Regions from separate parts of the Sus scrofa genome. Here region 1 is linked to region 2. Evidence: chromatin contacts called from public HiChIP or PLAC-seq data. All regions are on one chromosome and are shown on one strand. Each heading gives the region's core, a stretch centred on a gene start, on an enhancer-like site or on the middle of the called end of the contact. The rest is flanking DNA. Distances are from core to core; before and after follow the strand shown.

Evidence for each region. HiChIP or PLAC-seq counts read pairs in DNA pulled down with a chosen protein or histone mark.
Region 1: an H3K27ac HiChIP or PLAC-seq map of alveolar macrophages shows a contact between it and region 2. The contact joins the promoter of LOC110259329 here to the promoter of FAM32A in region 2. A contact is called at or near these places in 1 of 5 promoter capture datasets (liver) and 1 of 2 datasets of contacts at active chromatin or transcription factors (alveolar macrophages).

What each region holds. Positions count from the first base shown.
Region 1 is chr2:61,882,628-61,887,988 of Sscrofa11.1, reverse strand. It overlaps LOC110259329 (docosahexaenoic acid omega-hydroxylase CYP4F3-like), which reads left to right and starts at 3,272. Exons shown (of 13, transcript XM_021083607.1): 1 at 3,272-3,378; 2 at 3,761-3,959. The coding sequence starts at 3,762.
Region 2 is chr2:61,392,754-61,398,106 of Sscrofa11.1, reverse strand. FAM32A (family with sequence similarity 32 member A) reads left to right here and starts at 3,856. Exons shown (of 4, transcript NM_001243887.1): 1 at 3,856-3,959; 2 at 4,072-4,213. The coding sequence starts at 3,886. The region is part of intron 1 of CIB3 (calcium and integrin-binding family member 3); the gene reads right to left.

The DNA.
Region 1 (5,361 bases), core at 2,023-4,522, 490 kb before region 2:
GAAGCTTGCAACAACTAGTCACACCCCACCCCCCACTTTTAGTATAGAAGATGTCTGAATTTCAACTTAGGTGAGATTGTTCTTTGGAACACTAGTCCACCATCTTTTTGGCCTGTTGGCCATCCAAATAAAGTCAGCATTCCCCAACACCTTGTGTCTCCAGTTATTGGCCTGTCATGCAGTGAGCAGTATAAACTTGAATTCAGTAACAAGGCCACCTCCTCAAGAAGACCTTCTCTGATGACACCATCCAGAGCATCCCCCTCAGTCGCTTTCTAGCACATCTCACTCTGTTAATTTCCCTCATTACTGCCACAGTCTGACTGGTTTGATTTCCAGTTGGCTTCTTCCATCAGACATGACCACCATGATCCAGAGACTGTCTTGTTCATCTCAAGTCCTGGGTCCTGCCAATGTGCCTGCTACAGAGTAGGGGATCAATACAATTTGTTGTTAAGGAATGAACTACCTGGGAGGTATAAATCCACTTTTCCATTTACAGAGGAAGACCTGAAGCTCAGAGAGGGTAACTGACTTGCCCAAGGTCACACAGGCCTTGAGTGGCAGAGCTAGGATTTGAACTCAGTTCTGATGAATCCAGGACTTGATTTTTCCCAACAGCTGAGGAAATGAAAGGTGTATCTGCAGCCAATAGGCAGCTATACATACTTGTTCAAGAGAGAACCCAGCTGATTCCAGGGAGGTGTATTGTTATGGTAACTAAATAAGAATTGTGCATCTGTTTTTTGTACAAACTTTGTGCCCCTCATTGTGCCAGATCTTTATTTCTTTTCAGAACTGAGTTTTGGTAATAAAAGTTACAGCAGCTCAGTGTGGATGAAATGCATTAGAGACTACAATTCTACTTCCTCAAATTCTTCTGTGTTGTGTGGATTCTTCCTGATTTTTTCCCAGTGTTATACAAACATGTGCACACACACACACATTTGTAAGTTTTATTTATCGATGGAACCTTTACCCACATACTATTTTGAAACATACATTCCTCTCCTCTCTCTACCTGCTTTTTTTTTTTTTTTGGCACACCTATGGCATGGGGAGGTTTCAGGCAAAGGATGGAGCCTGCACCATAGCAGTGACCAGAGCTGTGGCAGTTGCAATGCCAGATCCTTAACCACAAGGCAAGTCCTTCTACCTGTGTCTGACAGGATACTTGCAACTCTCTGTGAGGTTTTATCAGCCCATTTTACTGATATAAAGACTGAGTTCAGAGAGGTGACAGGACGTGCCCAAGGCTGGTGACTCACAGTGACCACCACCTCGGATGTGACACAGGCTTGCCTGTTGCCTGACTCTGGATGGTGGGGGGGGAGCGGGGGAAGGGACCCAGGAGAAGGAGCAGGGTGGTGAGTGGCTCCACTCCTTCCAACACTGGCTGGCAATCTTCCATAAGCCAGGCTTGGGTGATTTGGCAGCTGAGATGCTCCTTGTTTGCAGAAAAACCATCGGGGATGCTCCTGAACATCCCCAAAGATGAACAGAAAGTCTCCCCCTGAGGCTTTTTGCCTCCAGTGCTGGCTCCCTTTCTCCTTCTACCACCTGACCCAGGAATCCGGGGAGCCAGGCCCTTTTGATTGCAGGCCCAGATCCTGCCCTTCTGATTAGAGCAGAGACCTGTGGGGGTTTGAGTACTGGTCATGGCTAATGGAAATTCCACATCAGCTGATAGATTCCATATGGGGCCAAAATTTACTGCCATGGTTGTCTATCCAAAGGATTAGTTGCATGATCTCACATGCTAGTCCAGGTGTTTTTTTCCCTTTCTTTTGAATGCTTTGCTTGTGGCATATCTAAGGTCCAGGGCCAGTGGTAGGATCAGAACTTCAGCTGAATGTCTATACCAGCCACAGCAATACCAGATCCAAATTGAATCCATGAACTATGCTGCAGATAATAGCAATGCTGGATTCTTAACCCACTGAGAGAGGCCAGGGATTGAACCCACATCCTCACAGAGACATCAGGAAATCCATATGCAAGCCCAGAGGTAGAAGGAAAAAAAACAAAACAAAACTTGCTTTCTTGTGTAGCCTGTGTTCCACTCAGTTCCTGCTCTTGGAGGCTCTCCCTTATCATCCATATCTCTGCCCACCCTGATCCTGGATGAAGGTAGGACCTTTCCCCGGACACATCACTCACCACTGCCTGGCATGTCCTTGATTATGTAGTTCATCATCACCCATGTCACCATAAAGTGTGAGCCCCTTGACAGCAGGGACTGCAGTGCTCACTGCTGCATCCCTAGTGCCTAAAATAGTGCCCATCACATAATTTAGGTTCAATAATTATATGATTGTATGAGCAGCCCAGGATATATAGATTTTTTCCTTACTTTATAACTGAAAAAAAAAAAAAAAACTCTCCGAGAATCAGAGGCATGAAGATACTGTGTTCCCCGCATGCCTTGCAGAATCCAGACTCAGAAGTCTTAAAGCAACACTTCCTAAAAACTTGAAGGAGTGTCCACAGTTCCCCTGTGGATCTTTTGAAATGCAATGCTGACTCTGTATTTCTGGGCAAGGGTATGAGATTCGGCATTTACTGCCATCTCTCAGGTGATAAAGATGGTGGGATGGTGGAGTGTTGTAGACCACAATTTTAGCAGCTGAGCCTTAGAACTCACTGCTGCAAATGTTTATCTCTCCCTCAGATATTTAAAGAGCATCTACATTGTGCCAGGCTTTGCTGTCACCTGTCCTGACATATTTATCTAATTTTCTGGGGGGCTGGAGAAAATTGCTTCAATTTTTGGAATTTCTGGCTCCTCTTCTGTAAAAATGGGTTCATGAATTTCGTCTCACAGAGCTGTTGGATGATTACAATAACAGCAATAACAACAGTAATACAATGACTTGCATTTTTAGAGCCCTTCCTCTGTCCTATGTGTTTTAGAAGCATTGTCTCTTTTAATGATTCCCACCATTGAGAGGTAGTACTAATTAAATGTCTCTTTATAGATATGGAAAGAGAAGAGCTTAGGGGTTCAGAGTACCCAGTGTGAGGCATGGGGCACAGCTGTGTGACTTTGGGTGAGTCACTCTTCAGTCTCAATTTCCTTATCTGTAAAATGGAGAAAAAAGGGGTTAATGTACTTAAAGGGCTTAAAAAGCTTCAGTGACTTATGTTTGGGACATGCTGGTGTGGTGGCTGCTGTTCCTGCTCTAGTTCTCTCTCTGTGACACTGTTGCCTCCCCCACCCCATTTGGGCAACTTCCAGGTAGGGAGGAGTTAATGGGGCTGTGGGGATTGGCTGACTTGTCTGGGCCCCTGGTAGCTTCCTCTAGGTCAGAGGACAGGGGCAGACTTTCCAGGAGGAGGGGAAAGAAGTTGTGTGGGACAAGCCACTCTTGACAGAAGGTGACAGGCTGGGGGTCAAGGGCTTGGGGTCCTGGCCTAGGCTAGGGGAGGACACTGCCCAAGGCAGGGTGGCTCCAGGGAATGAGCTGGCCTAAGGAGATGAGTGGACACCATGGGTAACTAAGTCTCCCTCTCTGTCCCTTTCTGTCTCTGTCTCTCTGTCTTTTTCTCCCTTTGCCTCTGGATTTCCCTGGGTCTACCTCCCCTCTCTGAACCCATGTTTTCCCATCTCTGAGCGCTTCTTGTTCCATGCCCAGCACCATCCCACCCCCATCCCCTTGCTCCTCTCCTTCTATCTGTCTCTGCCTCAGAGCTCACCCTCAAGGCCCTTTGCTCAGTCTCAGGAGCTAACTCTCCATCCTGCATCCTGTTTGCCCTGCAGGATGCTACAGCTGAGCCTGTCCAAGATGGGACTGTGGCTCATGGCAGCCTCACCATGGCTTCTCCTGCTGCTGGTTGGGGCCTCCTGGCTCCTGGTCCAAGTCCTGGTCTGGACCTACACCTCCTATGACAATGCTCGCCGCCTCCGAGGTTTCCCGCAGCCTCCAAAACGGAACTGGTTCTTGGGTCACCTGGGCCTGGTGAGTGTGGGCAGCAGGATTGTTCTGTGGGGTCAGGTGGATGGACTTCAGGAGTGGAGCTCAGGGGTTGGGCTGGGGTCTGGTACAGCAGAGAATGAGGGAGGCCAAGGAGTCCCCTTCCTCATTCATTCCTCTGTTCTACCATCCCAGGCTTTTCCCACATCCTGTCCTTTCACCCCTAGTCTGTTTCTAGGTCTATTTCCTGCCTGTTCCACACATATCTGAGGCCAGGCTGCACAGAGCCTAGTCCCCCAGCCTTTCCAGTCTCCATGATGGCCTTGAGTCCTCCTCAAGGGCAGTGTCCAGGGTGCCTTCTGCAAGCAGCCCTTTTCCTTGGGTCTTCTCATTCTGGGCTACAGCTTCCCCACAGGAATTAGCTAGCTGTCTATAGGGTCATAGCTCCCTACTCCCTCCCCATCCTGAGCACCTTCCTCTTCTCTTACTCCCCTTCCCCCTAGATGTCCCAACGGGCCCATTGCCCAATCTGGGTGAAGTTGGCCCCTCACTTCCCCTTTCAGAAGTTTCCTTAGATCTTCTGCCACCCTCTCTTATCCCCGTGGGCCTTGTGCCCCAGACCTTGACCTTGGACTTGGCCCTGCTCATGATTAAATAAATAGCTAACTGTCCAATGACTTATTGACCATCTTTCCCATTTGAGGATAGTTCTGGGGAGCAGACAGTACAGTGTCCAGTCCAGGGCTGGTGTATGGTAGGCACTCAAAATAAATGATTCATGACCTAGGTAATGAACTTGCTATCACCTCCCTCCGTCAAGGTCAAAGGAATGGGTTTCCAGCTCCTCCCATCTCCCAGTGCTGTTGAGAGAGGAGCACAGTTTTCCTTTCCTGCCTGGGAGGAGAACTACAACTTGGGAAAGGACTTACTGCAATTTTCGTGTTTGTTACTGCAAAGTTCAGAATGGGGGCATGCTGAAGCTCACTGTGAAGATTTCCTGAGACTCAGGGTCTTGAAATGGCCTCAGTGAGCCTTGTAAGCAGCAGGAAAGTTACAAATTTGCTGTTGTTCTGCCTTCCTCTCCAAGGGCTTGCCTGAGGGGACTGGTCTTGGAAGTTTTCCTCCCCCCAGCTCCTCTTGCTGTGTGACCTCAGCTGACTCACTCTCCCTCTCTGGACCAATCTCATCAAGTGCTTTGAATCCTTACCTCGGTGTCCTTGGGGAGAGGGGACTGAGTCACAAAGGTGAATATGACTTATATTCAGCTTCCCAGAGCACCAGGGAGTATTTGTCAGGCTTGAATGGGGTATTATGAGGGGGAGAATGTTTCACCAGGAGGGGACCTTCCCTCCTCTCACTTTTGGGGACTATAGCTTCAGTTTCTTCATTTGTAAATGCACAACTGAGTGACAGGTCCATAGGTTATGGAGCGATTAATAGACAAGAT
Region 2 (5,353 bases), core at 2,607-5,106:
CTTATTTATTTATTTTTTAGGGCTGCACCTGCACCATATAGAAGTTCCCAGGCTAGGGGTCCAATCGGAGCTGTAGCTGCCAACCCAAACCAGAGCTCACAGCAACACCTGATCCTTAACCCACTAAGCGATGCCAGGGATTGAATCTGTGTCCTCCTGGGTACTAGTCGGGTTTGTTATCCTAAGCCGCAATGGGAGTTCCTAAATTTCTTTCTTTTTTTAATGAATTGTACAATTTAAAGTGGTTACATTAGGAGTGCCCTTGTGGCACAGCAGGTTAAGAATCTGGCATTTTCACTGCAGCAGCTCAGGTTGCTGAGGCATGGGTTCAGCCCATGGCCTGGGAACCTCCACATGCTGCAGGCATGGCAAAAAAAATTAAATAAAGTGGTTATATTAGTAAATTTTATGTTTTGTGTTATATTACCAGGTTGGTTACTGCAAGATTACTTTCCTTTAGGAGACAGTAGGAGTCTATCAGTCAGATTACCTAACTAGTGATGACCAGGCAATTCTTGATTGACTGGTTTAAGATTCCATTTCGGGAAGAGCTAAAACTGTAATTAAATTCTCAGTTTGGTGATGTGGAACTTAGCATAAGTGGCTCCATTTGAGGCCTGTTGTCTTTTTTGTTTTTAGCAGTAGTACATTCCAGCTAAAGGAAAGAAGAGACTGTTGTCCAAATCAAGTTCTGGACACTCCACTTATTGAATTGAGGCTTAGTTACCACATAAAGGGAGTTTCCTGTCTTTTCTTCACACTAAAAAAATGAGAGGAGAGCCAGGGGCTGACAGCATTATCACCCAGGGCAAAGGAAGATGACCCACATTGAAAAATACAATGTTTAAAAGGATGGCCAAAAGAAAAGTTGGAGTTCCCATTGTGGCACAGTGGAAACAAATCCGACTAGGAACTATAAGGTTGCGACTTCAATCCCTGGCCTCACTCAGTGGGTTGAGGATCCCACATTGCCATGAGCTATGGTGTAGGTTGCAGATGTGGCTCAGATCTGGCATTGCTGTGGCTCTGGTGTAGGCGGGCAGCTACAGCTCTGATTAGACCCCTAGCCTGGGAATCTCCATTTGCCATGGGTGCAGCCCTAAAAGTACAAAAGACAAAAAAAAAAAAAAAAGGTGTTCCTGTCGTGGCTCAGTGGTTAACGAATCCAACTAGGAGCCATGAAGTTGCAAGTTCGATCCTTGGCCTTGCTCAGTGGGTTAAGGATCTGGCGTTGTGGTGAGCTGTGGTGTAGGTTACAGACACGGCTTGGATCTGGCATTGCTGTGGCTCTGGTGTAGGCTGGAGGCTACAGCTCCTATTAGACCCCTAGTCTGGGAACCTCCATACGCTGCTGGTGTGGCCCTCGAAAAGGCAAAAAGACTAAATAAATAAATAATAAAAGGATGGAAGGAAACAAAAATAGAACCGTGTTTTAGTTATGATAATAGTTCTGCTTATTCAACAAATTATTCATGATATCAGGGAATAAAATACCCAACCCATGAGCCCCAGGTGTTATGACACTGGAAGATTAGATGTTTTTTGCTTTTCTTTTTTGGCCATCACTCGGCATATGGAATTCCCAGGCCAGGGATCAGATCCGATCTGCAGCTGTGAACTACACCACAGCTGCAGCAATGCCAGAGGCTTTAACCCACTATGCCAGGAGGGCACAGAACCTGCATCCTAGTGTTGTACCACAGTGGGGACTCCTGGAAGATCAGGTTTTTCAGTATACCTTCTGCAATTATTTCCTCTTATCACAGCCACAAAGCCAGAGTTGCTGACAATCAACATTTCATTCTGAGGAAAACCAAACCTTGCTACAATTCTACCTCAAGTAGTGAAGGCATCTGGAGTGAGCCCAAGAGAATTGAGACCTGTGTCCATACAAAGACATATGCTTATGTTCACAGCAGCTGTATTCATTATGGCCACAAACTAGAAACAACCCAGGTATCTATCCACAGGTGAGTGGATAAACAAATTGAATATATTTCTATATAATGGTGTTACCAAATCAAACTTGGTCCTGTCACAATCTACTGACACCAGGCTGTGATGAAGGAAAGTGCAGAGTTTATTGCAGGGCACCAAACAAGGAGTCCAGGTAGCTAGTGTTCAAAAGGCCCAAACTCTCTGTTTTAAGGGAAAGGTTTTTATTTTATATATATAAAAACACACACATACACACACATGGCTGCACCCACGGCCTGTGAAAGTTCCCAGGCTAGGGTCCAATCGGAGCTACAGCTGCCGGGCCTATGCCACAGCCACAGCAATTGCCAGATCTGAGCTGCATCTGTGACCTACACCTCAGCTCACACCCTGCAAGATCCTTAACTCACTGAGTGAAGCCAGGGTTCGTGATCAGCTCATGGACATAGTTCTGATTGGCTGGTGGTGAGTTAACTGGGAGTCAACATCGTCAACTTTTTGGTTCCAACAAGTCTGGGGTCTATATGCTTGTGGGCAGCATATAGTTATCTTCCTTCACCTGGTAGAGGTTTCAGTATCTACAAAACAGCTTAAAGGATATGGCTCAGAATATTATCTATAGCCCTTGAGGAGGAACCAAAGGCCCTTGAGTTTGTTTAATAGCTAAACCATTATTATTTTGTCTCACTTGACTGTTTTCCTTTGTTTCTGCAATTTCTCACTTCTCTGATTAAATTTACTCTTTGGAATTCAAAGGAAGCCTCGGAAGCTAAAGTTTTTCTGCAAACAAGAGGCAGGTGGAGGACATGGTGGGTGTGGGGGGTGGGTGTCTGTTCCAGTTATGTGGAATAACACTCACCAAAGAAGAAGAATGGTAATACTGTTGTACCCAACAACAGGAGGGATCTCAAACACATTATGCCCAGTGAAACTCTAACTCAAGAAAACACATGTGTTATGATTCCATGTACATGAAACATTTTTAAAAAGACATTCACAACCTATAGTGAGAGAAAACAGATTTGGAGTTGCCTGGGAAGAGGGATAGAAGGGTTAACTGGAAAGAAGAACAAAGGAATTTGGGGGTGACAAAATGTTCTATATTTTGATTGTACAGGCGATTACATAGGTGTATAAATGTGACAATATTCATGGAAGGGTACAATGTAAATGGGTGTCTTTTACTGTTTATAAATTGTACCTCAATAAAACTGATTTTAAAAAATAATTTAGGAGTTCCCACTGTGGCATAGTGAGTTAAGAGCCGGGTGTAGCTCCGTGAGGATGCAGATTCAATCCCTGCCCCTTGCTCAGCGGATTAAGGATCCAGCATTGCAGCAAGCTGCAGAGTATGTCACAGATGTGGTGTCTGTGGCATAGGCCTGCAGCTGCAGCTCCAATTCCACCCCTAGCCTAGGAACTTTCATATGCCACAGGTGCAGTGGTAAAAAGAAAAAAGACAATTCTTAAATGCCACCAACAATATATTTCACATATTACTATCATTTACCAAAAGCTGGAAAACTAACCACTACTAATTAGGTTTACAAAATTAGGTAATCTGTTGAACCCTCAAAATATGGCAATAAACTCAAGAAAACGTTGGGTTTTAGGAAACTGCTTCTCTGTCAAAGAGTGAGCGAGGAGGGTGTGGAGGATGAAAGGGCCGGGTGGTGGGGGAGGGTTGGGAGGTGGTGAATGGGCTCGGAAGTAGCACCAAGGCCGGAAGTATGGCAGGAGGCAGGATGCAGAATGCAGAGGATGTGAACTCACCTGACCTCCAGGCCCAACCCGGAACCCAGAGGTGTGGCGAACGCGGCTTCCAAGGGCGCACGCGCACCGCCTGGATAAGCCAATCAAAACAAAGGGAGGCGGGCGTTTGGGTGGAAGTTGCTTTCTCAAACAGGAAGTGTGGCATTTTTACAGCCCGAACGTCAAACCGGGTCCATGGAAGACTACGAGCAAGTCCAAAGGGGGCCCCTGAAGCTGAAAGGTGTAGCAGAGCTCGGAGTGACCAAGCGGTAAGTCCCGAGAGCCCACGGGACCCCATATTCTGCCTTTTTAAGCTTCTTCCTGAGGCCCGGGGTTGGTGCTCTGACCTGCCATTACCCTCGCTCCCACCCGTCTCCCCAGGAAGAAGAAAAAGAAGGACAAAGACAAGGCGAAACTCCTGGAAGCCATGGGAACGAGCAAAAAGAACGAAGAGGAGAAGCGGCGCGGCCTGGACAAGCGGACCCCGGCCCAGGCGGCTTTCGAAAAGATGCAGGAGAAGCGGGTAAGTTGGGTGAGGAGCCGAGGGACGCCCCGCATCTCCCGGGGTGGATTCAGAGGCAGGGCCTGGAGACTTGTAACCAGGATCTACCCCAGGACACTCCGGGGAGGGCGAGTGGCCAGAGTGGACGTTAATTACCGGGAGAAGCTACTGCCTGAGTAGAAGACAAGAGTCCGTTGCGGGGAGCTCCGAGGATAGGAAGCTTCTCTGGCGAAGTGTATTTCAGAGGGGCGGGCTAGAGATCCCGGTTTCGATTCCAGCGCGGTCCCTCATTTGCCCAAGACACTGTGGGTCAGGGACTCCTCTCTCCTTCCCTCACTTTCCTCATGTGTAGGGGTAAGGATAATGCTTTCTTCTAAGAAGAATGGAAACTTTGGATGAGGTGATGCAGGTAAATGGCATTAAGTCTGGCATGAAGTCAGTGCTTAAATGATGCTGGCTGTTGATATTAAATGGGCTGCTGTAAGTCACCACGAAGTGTTTCCACGACTTCGGCAGCTTCAGATATGTTGTGTTTTAAGGCTCTAATGAGTGGTTTTCTCTTAACATTGAATACAAGGCCCCCAACTGAGAACCACTGGCCTAGACTGATTATTTCCTCCTGCAAGCATTATGGGCTGAACTTATCTATTCTATGCCGACCTCTCATATCTCTCACCACCCAGTTTTTATTAAAAAATAAATAAGGCAGATTTTTGGAGTTCCCCGTTGTGGCTTAGTGGTTAACAGATCCAACTAGGAACCATGAGGTTGCAAGTTCGATCCTTGGCCTTGCTCAGTGGGTTAAGGATCCGGCGTTGTGGTGAGCTGTGGTGTAGGTTGCAGACGAAGCTCGGATCCTGCATTGCTGTGGCTCTGGCGTAGGCCGGCAGCTACAGCTCCCATTCGACCCCTAGCTTGGGAACCTCCATATACTGCGGGAGCAGCCCAAGAAATGGCAAAAAGACAAAAATAAATAAATAAATAAAATAAAAATAAATATAAATAAATTAAATAAAGCAGATTTCTAAAGCAGGAGATCAAAATTTTGATACTAGATGTTAAATTTGAGGTGCCAGCCAGAAATCCAAGTGGAGAATTCTCATGGACAGTTTTGATACCTGAATCTGCAGTTTGAAGGAAAGGCCTGAGCTCAGATAAATA